Regions from separate parts of the Rattus norvegicus genome. Here region 2 is linked to region 1. Evidence: chromatin contacts called from public Hi-C data. All regions are on one chromosome and are shown on one strand. The core of a region is the stretch at or near the end of the contact, and the rest is flanking DNA. Distances in the headings are between cores, read along the strand shown. Region 1 holds the start of Akt3 (AKT serine/threonine kinase 3). Region 2 has its middle 58 kb from the start of Spmip3.

Region 1 (5,499 bases), core at 1,173-3,672:
CTCTCTCTCTCTCTCTTGTTTTCAGGAACAGGTCCACTATAAAATAAGATTAATTGATTTGGACCAATCTGGTTCAATTTCAGGAAGACTTGCATTATCTTAGTGTTCTTCATAAGGACATTCCAATATAATTTATTTAATTGGAAATATCTCTTGGATATATCTATTTATTCTACCTTTACTCCCAAGAATGATACAGGTTCTTTTTCCTTCAGCTTATATACTCACATGGAAGGAGGGTGGAGCTTGCTTTACCATGGGGGGTGGGGGAGGAATAGAGAGAGGAGGGAGGGAGAGAGAGCAATCTTACTAGAGAGATGGAGCTCATTTGTGAAAGTAGTACCAACAAGAAGAGCTCAATGCAGCCATGATGATGATATTTGCACTAGTCTTTTCCAGTATTTAACTTAACAATTCCTTATATACTATGTGGAGTTAACATTTTGAGTTTTCTAGCTCTATAATAGGTAATCAGTTGGGTTTTTCAGGATATGATGTCAATCAAAATAAAATATTTTATTTTTTCCTGTTTATTGTTTTTAATTGAAGTGGATAGAATTTTTAAGTAATGTGGCTGCTTCCTGTCAGTATTCAGTGTGGGACTTATTGGTAAATTGTCTCTCTCTCTCTTTTTTTTTTTTTTTTTTTTTTTTTTTTGGAGCTGAGGACCGAACCCAGGCGCTCTACGACACTGAGCTAAATCCCCAACCCCAATTGTCTCTTATTTTAAAATATTTAATGTTAGTAAAGATGTTTCATGGGGACAGAAATTGTAAAAATCTCCCTAACTTACTTGAACAAAGGACTTATTTTCTTTAATGTCTTTTAGTTCAACACTATCAAACAATCATAATTTTGGGAAAGAGACCCAGATTACAGTATCTCCTTATTCTGCAGCAACACGTCCCCATGATTGATTTTGAGTAGTTTTGTCCCTGCCTTTATGTATTGTGCATGACATATTTGAATAGCCCATGATAGGGTGTCTTCAGTGGAGCCGCTAGCCTTTGTCAGACTGTGTAGAGGATGTCTAGTTTTGGCCACTCATTGATAAGTGGGTAGGCTTTGAGTATAATTTGTATTGGAAGAGGACTTGTAATCTAGTTCAGTACTATCTGGGAATCCAACCTTGAATTTAATGCTATGCACTATTTATCAAAGTCCAATGTTATAGAAGAATATAGTTAGTCTATGTACCTATTTTTTTTTTTTTGGTCTGGTTACTTAAAGTTTATGTTGTGTGTCACTTTACACTGGTGTATCTGCTCCATACTTCTGCAAGTGTGGAAGCACTTTCACAAAGGTTTATGGCAGCATTTCCCCTCTTAGGTTGATAGGGACAATAATAGTACAGTTCATTAAGCTTATTGCTGTATGTGTAAGGATGCTTTAAAGAAGCCTTCTTACAAAGTTATCATGTTTAAAGACCTAAACATTTAAAGGATACATTTCTAGTTACTATCTTAGGAAACACAGTATTTCCTCTGAGTAGTTCTCTTCTTTTTTGTATTACAGACATTAATACTGAAGCCTATCATGTTTTGAATTTGCAATTTTCCTAAAATATTTCATTCCAAATTTTTGACTCACTTTTCACATAAAGAGTTTTGAAGTGAAGAGTGCCAATTTTGGAGTCAGGCACTCTTAATTCAGATTTTGGATATGCAACTTAACTGTCTTGAAATCTATAATTACTCATTCCCTGTAAGCCCCAGTTTCTCAGTTGTGTGAAATAAGTTAATAGTGTCCTAACAAAGTTGTGAAGATTATCAGAGAATGACATATGAACAGTGTAGGCATGTCTTTTCTACTTTCATATTCCCTGTCTTCCACTTCCTTTATCTACCTAAGGAAATAAATGACTTAATGTTGTATGCTTAATGTAATCTACCTAAAATATTTTTAGAACAAGGCAGATTGTATAAATGTTAGTTTCTTGCCACATTGTATTTTATATAAAGCAAAGCAACTAAAACTACTTATAAGTACTTTGACATAACTCTTTTTGAAATTAAAGGGGTTTGGGCTACTCAACTTTCATTTTCTCCTCTTCATCTCAAGTATACAGTACAAAACATGCTTTCTGTATTTTTTGTAGATCTGACAGTGATTTTGTTAGAACATTTAATTTCAGTCACTTAGGGTAAATGTCTCACTCTTGTTTAGCCTCTGCACAAGACCAGAACAGTGTACTCCTAGAACTATTTAATAATCCCCCATGTTTGAAAAGCTAGACTTTATGTGTGGTCAGGCCAATTGAAGACATTTACAAAGACTTAGTTGTTTGTTATTGCTATGTGAGTTCAAGAATGGAAAAAAAAAGACATTTTTCTTCAATACTTCCTTCCAGGCTGAGTCATCACTAGAGAGTGGGAAGGGCAGCCGCAGCAACAACAAAGAACCCAGCTCCTAAAGCTGACCCTGCAGAGCACCATTTCTCCAAGTTGGGGGCTCAGAGGGAGCCATCATGAGCGATGTTACCATCGTTAAAGAAGGCTGGGTTCAGAAGAGGGGTAAGTTAAGTGCTCAGCGGAACTGGGCAGTGCGGTTGGTGAAAGTGCCGAGAGCAGCGTGGGCGCTGGCGCTGTTAAGTCAAGTCGCATGTGCTGTCTGATAGGACCAGAATAAGGCTCATCATGCGTGCGTGCTAGCAGTTCTCTTACTTAGGGACTGCCTCTGATTCTGTCTTCTTACAGCTTTGAGTATGACATTAGATTGTTGCATACATGCATGCATGTTGGTAATGTATTTTTCTGCAATGTCCTCAGATTTAACAGACTTCACAGAATATTTAACATAGAAAAGGACTCGGGTTATATAATAATATATTAATATTTAGATAAAAATACAGCATTGTGTCCATTTTTATGGTAGCATACAGGCTTAACATCTTAAGGTGAGGGCTTACATTTAAACTGCTAGACTAAGCAGGTCCATAAATTAGGTAAATTAAAAGTCCAAATGTGGGGGCTGGGGATTTAACTCAGTGGTAGAGCGCTTACCTAGGAAGCGCAAGGCCCTGGGTTCGGTCCCCAGCTCCGAAAAAAAGAACCAAAAAAAAAAAAAAAGTCCAAATGTGGACAGGACTTTTGTTTGTTTAATTTTATATGTTTTGTTTACATGATTTACTTTTATTATTATTTCTTGTGCATTCATAAGGGCATTATTTTTAATACTAAATAAGTGCTATAAAACTTAGCATACATTGTGAGTGACCACCTCCTTATTTTATCTGTGTTTAGCAATCTGGACTTTAGGCTAGTTGCTGGGCCACTCTACCTGTCTACCTACATGGTCTAACTCAGTGGAATGAAGGATTCTTTTAGGTCCTATTTGATAGTTGAAAGTTACCTCTTAAAACACTGGTTTTTATTTCTTTGAAAGTCTTTATTAGTGTGAGCTGCTGTCAGTTGTTAGATGGAATTATGCATTATGGAATTTTAAATAGACTTTATCAAGGTATAATTTCCATTCAATAAATATTCCAAATAACATTGTAATGGGCTGTGCCTAATATTTATATTAGTAACAGACACTACAGTCCTGAAGTAGAACATTTCTATCACTCTAGAAAGTTCTTTTCATGTCGCTTTTAGTTCAGTGCTTCTCTTCAGCTTTGGCAATCACCTGATGTGTTATCTGCTGTTATCCAATGGACTCATAAGATCCACAGTCTTTTGTATCTGGTTTCTTTCCTGTTCTTACTTTTCTGCTTTATACATATAGTTTATGTGAAAAGTAGAACTACTTCCGGAAATACAACTCTTCATTTATTTGTTTTTAACTAATTTTCTTTTTGAAACAGAATTTCACTTTATACCCAAGTTGCAGTTAGATTGAGTATGAAGCTCAGGTCGTTATTCAACCTGACCCTCCTCTCTAAGTCTCTGGAGTGTTGGGATGATAGGCCTGAGTTACCACTCCTGGCTTTGTCTTTTTAATACTTGGTAGAAATTTGATTTGTCTCTGGATATTGTGAGTAAAGTTTCTATGAACATTGAGTACATGCCTTTTTATAATATGTTTCCATTTGTATTGGGTAATAACCTACGATAAGTTGCAGGTTATATGTTAAGTGCCTGTTTAAATTGATAAAGCTGCCAATTTATTTTCCAAAGTGACTGACCATTTATGTTGTTAAATTTGTCTTTTACTTTATTCTCATGTATTTGGAAAGCATTTTCAGAATTTAATATTGTGTTTTTTGTTTTCTTTCTTAACTAGTTTATGTTCTCTCTCTCCCTCCCCCCCCTCTCTCAGTGAAAGAGAGGAAAATGAAAGTCACTTAAAACTTTAAAAATCTCCTTTATTAGTTCCTAAAATCTGCTTTTGTAAGATCATTGTGAGACTCAAATGAAATAATGAGTCTGGTCTCTGTATATTCATGGTGTCTAAGGCTTAGGGTGGCTCCCGAGTATGAAGTTTCATCTTTTCTGAAGCGCACGGTGGAAGGTTAAGATTCAGTCCATAATATGCCATAGAAAACACAGAGAAGGGTGCAGAAGGAGTTGTGTTGTCCCTGCCTCCTGTGTCTGAATAATAACCATCTGAACATAATATGAGTAGTACTCAAAGGTATGAAATGAACTATAAAATCCTTCTACACTTCACCCCTTCATCTGGTTCCTCTCTTTAAAGACAGCTATTGTAGACTTTATTTTGTGCATACAACACACAACACTTTATTTTCAGATAGTTGTTTTCACATAATCTGGGTTTCTGTTATGAAAATGAAATAGCTTTGAAGTCCTCTTCACCTTTTCCTCCTTTTTGGGGGGAGGGGTTGGCTTTATGGCTAAAATTTTGATGTGAGATGGTCACTTTTGAGAACTTTATTTCTAAAGTTGCTTTTTGTAAACTGTGTTTATTCCCAACACTCCCTTCATGGATTGTACCATCTGCAATATTTATTGTACGTTGCCAAGGCTTATGGGAGTTAAACCTGTTGATTCTGAAAAGCAGTGAGTAACATTATGATTATTTAATGCTACGGATACAATGGTTTCCTAAATAGAAAAGAAATTTTTTTTATACCTCAGTTCTCAATAGCATGTCTTCTATAGTTTGCATGATTGTTTTTCTCGCTTCTTCTCTTTCTTTTTGATTTTCTTTCCTATTTTGACTTTTCAGACAAAGTCTGATTGTATATCCTAGGCAGACCTTCAACTTGTGTTCCTCCTACCTTAGTCTCCCAAGTTTGGAATTGTAGGTATTGGCCACAATGTGCCTTTCCCTTGAACATTTTGATGGTCAAGTTTTTGGCTGCTGGTTGGAGGACATAGGCTTTATTGATTAGCTTTTTTTTTTTTCTTCACAATGTTTGAAGTACTAGTGCACTGCTTTTTGGATATGATGCCTACAAATAACAATGTAATTCTCTATCAAGTTGCATGCTTTCTTGGATCTCATGTCATTTTCTTCAGTGTCTCCTGAGCTGATCCTTGTTTTCAGGAAGAATATGTCTATGGGTGCTTGTCAGTGCAATATTTAAATCTGCCC
Region 2 (5,499 bases), core at 1,299-3,798, 470 kb before region 1:
AGTGTGATGTGTAGTTATGTGATAAACACTCTTGTGGTCATTTCTAGTTTTAGATGTCACCTGAGACTGCTCAGGTGACATTCTCTCAAGCCCCCAATTCAGAGGCTGGTGGGAACCAAGGAGTCTCAAGCCACTGTCAATGGATGGGTCTGGGTCTCCCGGTCTCCAATGCTATGGGGCTGCCTTCTGGGCTGTCTCCTTCCGGGACAGCGTCTACCCTCACTTCCTTTGCCTTCCACATAGGAAGCCTTGCACAGGGAGTAGAGTTGTGTTGGAAGCCCTGGGATAATGCTGCTTTGTGCCTCTTACCCCTTCTGTAGCTGCCCTTGCCTGTCCAATCTCCCCTGTGGTCAAACAGACCAATCTTCCTTGTCATACAGAGCTGTGATCTTGTGAGGCTGCAGGACACCTAAGTCCTTAAGACCAGACCTCATTTATACAACCATTTGTTTGTTTGTTCCTTTGCAAAAACAAATGTGCTGATAAATTGTCATTTCTCAGACTTTGAAGAGATCACAGCTAGAAAACGATCAGATCTAAGGATGAATCTACCAGGCATTTGGAGGCACTAAAGGGCAAGAGTCAGATGTAGGAATAAGAATTAAATAGTGGCACATGCCTTTAATCCCAGCATTGGGAGGCGGAGGCGGCGGCGGCGGCGGAGGCGGAGGCGGAGGCGGCGGCGGAGGCGGAGGCGGCGGCGGAGGCGGCGGCGGAGGCGGAGGCGGCGGCGGAGGCGGCGGTGGAGGTGGAGGCAGAGGCGGAGGCGGCGGTGGAGGCGGCGGAGGCGGATCTCAGTTCCAGGCCAGCCTGGTCTACACAGTGAATTCCAGGTCAGCTAAGGCTGGCTACTCGGTGAGACCCTGTCTCAGTACCTGTAGCAGTGCAAGTGTTCCTGCTAATATTGCCAGACTTTAGAAGTTCGGTTTTATTGTGAACAACCAACACTTGTCTATCCGCAGGGGATTTTTGCCTTTTCACAAGTTTTTATTTTTAATTTTTATTGTACTGAATTACATAAGGACATTTCTAGACAAGCTTATAATGTTCTTTGAACATCTGCCCCTCACATCCTGTTACCCTCCCCTTTGCGGGGCACCCCCCCCCTTCCTGTTAGTCCTCTAGACAGTGTGGAGGGAGGTCCAGGAAGCCCAGCTTAGAGGGAAGATGGCTAGAAGTCTGAGCCATCTGTCCTTACCATTCACCCAAGGATCTGAGGTCCTTTTGGCTGGCGTGCTACTCTCTCCGGGTGAAACTATTGATCTTGCTGTCAGTGGCACCCTAAGCTCACCTCATACACTAGGGAGATGAGTGGTGAATTCAGTAAGTAGAGGACACCGAAAAGGTCATCTGTGAGTGGGAAGCTGCTCTGTGCTCCCGGGAGAGCTTGAACGCTGTCCGTAGGCGGAACAGTAGCTAGCTGGCCCACTGACCCTAGCAGAACTGAAATTTAGCAGAAATGCGCATTTCCAGCTTTGACAACAGGAGCTCTTGGCTTCCTCCACACCACAAGCCGCACAGCAGCAATAGCCAGACCCATCTTGTATTCCATGAGTCACCCTGCATCACCCTTGTGGGACACAGACACCCAGGAGCTTCTGGAGCTGCTGTGTTGGACTCCCTGCTTTTTCCAGAAGATGAGGTACAAGCAGAGGGGTGGCATAGTGGTAGGGTTCATGTTCAGCACTTGGAACATGTTTAGCATTTACAAGACAAAGGTTTGATCTCCGACATCCCAGTCACACCAAGACCCTCCTCCTAGCACCGTGAACAGGAGACACAGTTAGATTCTCAAGCCCCACTCGGATCAGGCGCCATGTAGTCCTGTGATTTAACTGATTTAACTCCTCGAGACGCCTCTTCATTCCTCACGGTTCACTTGCTGGCCCTAAGCAGACAGACCAAAGAAAATGGCTGTACTTACATCATGAGAAACACAAGGGAGAGAGTTTGGCAGTAGGTATATTTAGGAAGGCATATGACTGTGTGGATTCGTTCTTTTTATCTATTCTGAGGCCAGGGTTTATGCTATATCGGGGTTAGGCATCAAAACAGGTTTAGAGTTTTTGAGGTTTAACCAAGTGTGCGTATAGAATCTACTTCTCTAGGAATCCTTAGTGTCCTCATGCGTACTGTTTTGTCTTTGGTATCGAAACTGAACCCAGGGCCTTCTGCATGCCAAGCATGGGCTCTAGCGCTAAGCTACCCTCAATTGCCAATAGTCGTTTTATTGGCTTTATCTTATATAAGCCTCAGAAAAGTGTAGTAATATTTACCATCAAGTCCATTTTATAGATGAGAAGCCAGTCATTAAAATGACGCTTTCTGTTCAGGTGAGAGAGACAAATAATTATTTGGTACTTAAATATGGTCCCGTGTGTGGTTTTCCCAAAAAAGTAGTTTATGACTTCCCGAGATGTCTTAAATAAAACACTGTGGAAAATGTTTTTGAAGACCCTTTCAAACATTTTCTGTAACCCCCACCCCCCTATCTTGTGAGGCTCTGGTTTGTCTAGACTTGTATATCCCCAGTGTGGCCACAAGATGTCAGGTTAATCTCGGTCTTTGAGAAACTGGCTTCATTGGAGCACCAGTAGAGAGGTGAAGGTCCTCTTTTGCTGAAGAAGACAAATGAATAAACAATAAAAAGTAAAACTAAGGGATAAAGAGAAAACAGAACGAAAGCCCTTAGGTGACTACGTAGCTTAAATAGAAGCGTGCATTATGTTCCTCTCCTTTTGGTTTGAATCAAGCAATTGGGAGTTCAGATAAGCCTGTGTGTCATTTCTGTTTGCTCTCGGAGGCAGGAGGTCAGGACTTGGGCCAGCCCCTTAGCGAACATTATTCATCTGTCCAGCCCCGGCTCTGGAACAAATGTGAAGAAATGAAGTCGCTTCAGTGAGGGGAGACAGTGTTGTTATTGTTGCTGGTGACGGTTCTATTTGCCAACAGGCATAAAAACATACTTTGGAACCCAAACAGGCTTGTCAGAGGGAACTTTTGTTCCATGTTTGGGCTGGGCCGCTTCCAGGGCAAAATCAGGCTGGCATTTGAACTTCAGGAGGCCAGGAGAGAGCTGTGCACAGCAGCCACTGACCGGAAAGGCCGGCCATCAGCTGCAGTTTTCATCTGGGTGTTATTTGACCGCAGTCCATGCAGCTTGGGCTGCCAACTGGGGTCACTTCTCTGAAAGTGTACTAAGGGGAGGGGGGGGGAGCAGGGCTCTGCGGTCCAGCATGGAGGACTCGGCCACAAGAGGGGCTAAGCAAGCTTAGGAGCGTGAGCTTTTGGAAAGCTGGCCCTCACTTTAGGGCTTTGGAGAGAGAAAGTGGTCCCGGTTCTGCAGGATTTATCTGCATTCGCCTCTTGATTACCCCAAGATCTCTGGCAATGCTGACAGGATCCCTTTGCTACGTGGATTAACCACCTTGGGGACAAAGCCATCCTTGCTGTGTGTGGTGAGAGTTCAGGGGTAGAGAAACTCGTGGTAATGCTAGTCTCAAGAAGCATCAATTCAGAAAGACTCTTTGCTTTTCTCTGCTACTGTTACATAATTCAAGCCGCCAGTCCCATTCGCAGCTGTCCTGCGGCCTCCTCCCTCTGCAGATGGGAGAAGCTCGCTGGAGGGACCGGCTTACACTAATCTATCTATTTGGAAGGCGAGGCGGTGATAAATTACGACCATGGCGAATAGCATTAAGATGCGGTAGAGCCAACAGTCCCTTGACTGTGAACTCCCAGCTCCCCCCCCCCCCCCACAACTCGGCAGAACTACCCAGGACCTCACTGGACATTTTATTTCACCTTGAGCTCCTGAGCTTAGAGAGGCTCTTATTCCAGAGCCCAAAAAGGCCCCCCTCCACCCCCCCCCCGTCTGAAGTGGCAAGCTCCCCACAGGAGCCTGAGAGTTTCAGTAAATGGATGAGCCTCTTATTTTGTAAATAAAGTAACAGCTCGAGGAAATGAAGTGATTGCCCCAATTATACACCTAATTGGTGGCAGATTAGGGACAGGAGCACAGCCCATCACTGCTGTTTCCTATCCCACTTGTGCCATCTTGAATTTAAAAATACCTGTAGCTTTATTTTAACATCCTAAGTTAATCGACTTACTGCTGGGCTGGGGCTGGAACTCAAATAGGCAGATGCTCTACCACGGAGCTGCACCCCAAGTCTGATTCACTTACTTAAAAAGCCCCTTATGCTAGCCTCCAGTTTCCTTTCCATAGTCAGGCCAGAGGCTACCCAGAGCTGTCTCTGTTTCCAACCTCCAGATTCTTTCTCATCTCAGCCACAACTGCCATGCCGTGTCAACCTCAGCTGACTCTCAAGCTGAAAAGATAATTTTCAGCATTTAACCTTAATGCAGGCATTTGGGATGGAGGAGGTTTCATAGCCTGGGGAACTCTCTCTAGAAAGAGCCAGGTCGCCACTGTTTGCGGTTTAGAAGGCGATACCTTAGATAGCGATTTAAGATGAAAATGCCTTTATCGTAACTACTCAGATTTGAGTTCCCTGCATGAAACCAGCCAAAATGCACACGGAGTCTTCTGTCTATAATCTCAGCACTTGAGAGGGTGAGGTCCTGGAGGATCATGACCCCACGATCAGCCAGGGCTACACAGTGAGTTCAAGGCCGGTCTGAGCTACATGAAACCCGGAGTCAACAAAACAACAGACAAACAGCAGGAAAAATAGCCATACAATATGCGAGGTAAATGAGCTTGGCTTCTTGAGAATCAGTTTGGCCCCCGGGTCAAAATCTGCTACAATAACAAACCAACCCCACTTTTGAATTTCTTTCCTTCAGCACATTATGATCTAAGCTCTGTCTTTATGTATTGTTCAACCCGAGCTTCTGGGATGGTGTCTCAGCTTGGGCTATTGTAAGGGAGTACTGGGTGCCTTAAACACCAGGCATTTTCAACAGTTCCAGAGGGTGGGAAGTCCAAGGTCAAGGCACGGGCAGATCCAGGGCCTGGTGAAGACCCTGCCTGGGTTTTTAAAGGTTAATAATTAAGTACCCAAATAGTGTGTGCCCCCCCCCCCGTGAGATCTTCCCCCTCCTCCTCCTCATTTGTTTTTGAAGACAGCATCTCCTTGCATAGCTCAGGCTAGCCTGAAACTTACTTTGTCATTCAGGCTAGCCTTGGAACTTACTGTGTAACTCAGTCTAGCTTGAAATTCACAGCTCTCCTGCCTCAGCTTCTCACATTCCTGCTGGAATCACGGGCATGGGCTGCCACATGCGGCATTTGTGTTTCTTATAAAAGGATATTAACTCCATTCGAGGGGGTGCCCCATTTCATAGCCTGCTCTAACCTTAAAATCTCCCCAAGTCCCCTTCTTGACATATTTTCACTTAGAGGACCAAGGCTTCAATGTGAACATGGGATGAAGGACAGGCACACAGGCCCCCTTCACATCAGACCACAAAGTCTGAAGATGGAAAAAAAGAGAAAGGAAGAGTGGAGGGAGATCAGAACCCAAGACCTTTCCC

What was found. A called contact is a pair of places that touch in the nucleus more often than the background predicts.
Region 2: a contact with region 1 is called in a Hi-C map of Schwann cells, with 4 times the contacts expected there. The contact joins the enhancer-like site here to the promoter of Akt3 in region 1. A contact is called at or near these places in 4 of 12 Hi-C or Micro-C datasets (the A7r5 cell line, Schwann cells, frontal cortex and 1 more) and 1 of 1 datasets of contacts at active chromatin or transcription factors (oligodendrocytes).

What each region holds. Positions count from the first base shown.
Region 1 is chr13:91,744,872-91,750,370 of GRCr8, reverse strand. It overlaps Akt3 (AKT serine/threonine kinase 3), which reads left to right and starts at 2,422. Exons shown (of 13, transcript NM_031575.2): 1 at 2,422-2,513. The coding sequence starts at 2,468.
Region 2 is chr13:92,214,035-92,219,533 of GRCr8, reverse strand. No RefSeq gene overlaps it. Among named protein-coding and RNA genes, the nearest start is that of Spmip3, 58 kb to the left of the region's middle. Within about 2 kb of position 2,548, at least 31 of the 93 cell types and tissues checked have an H3K27ac peak or open chromatin away from gene starts, as enhancers often do. A contact at or near this core is called in Schwann cells, where this site is marked.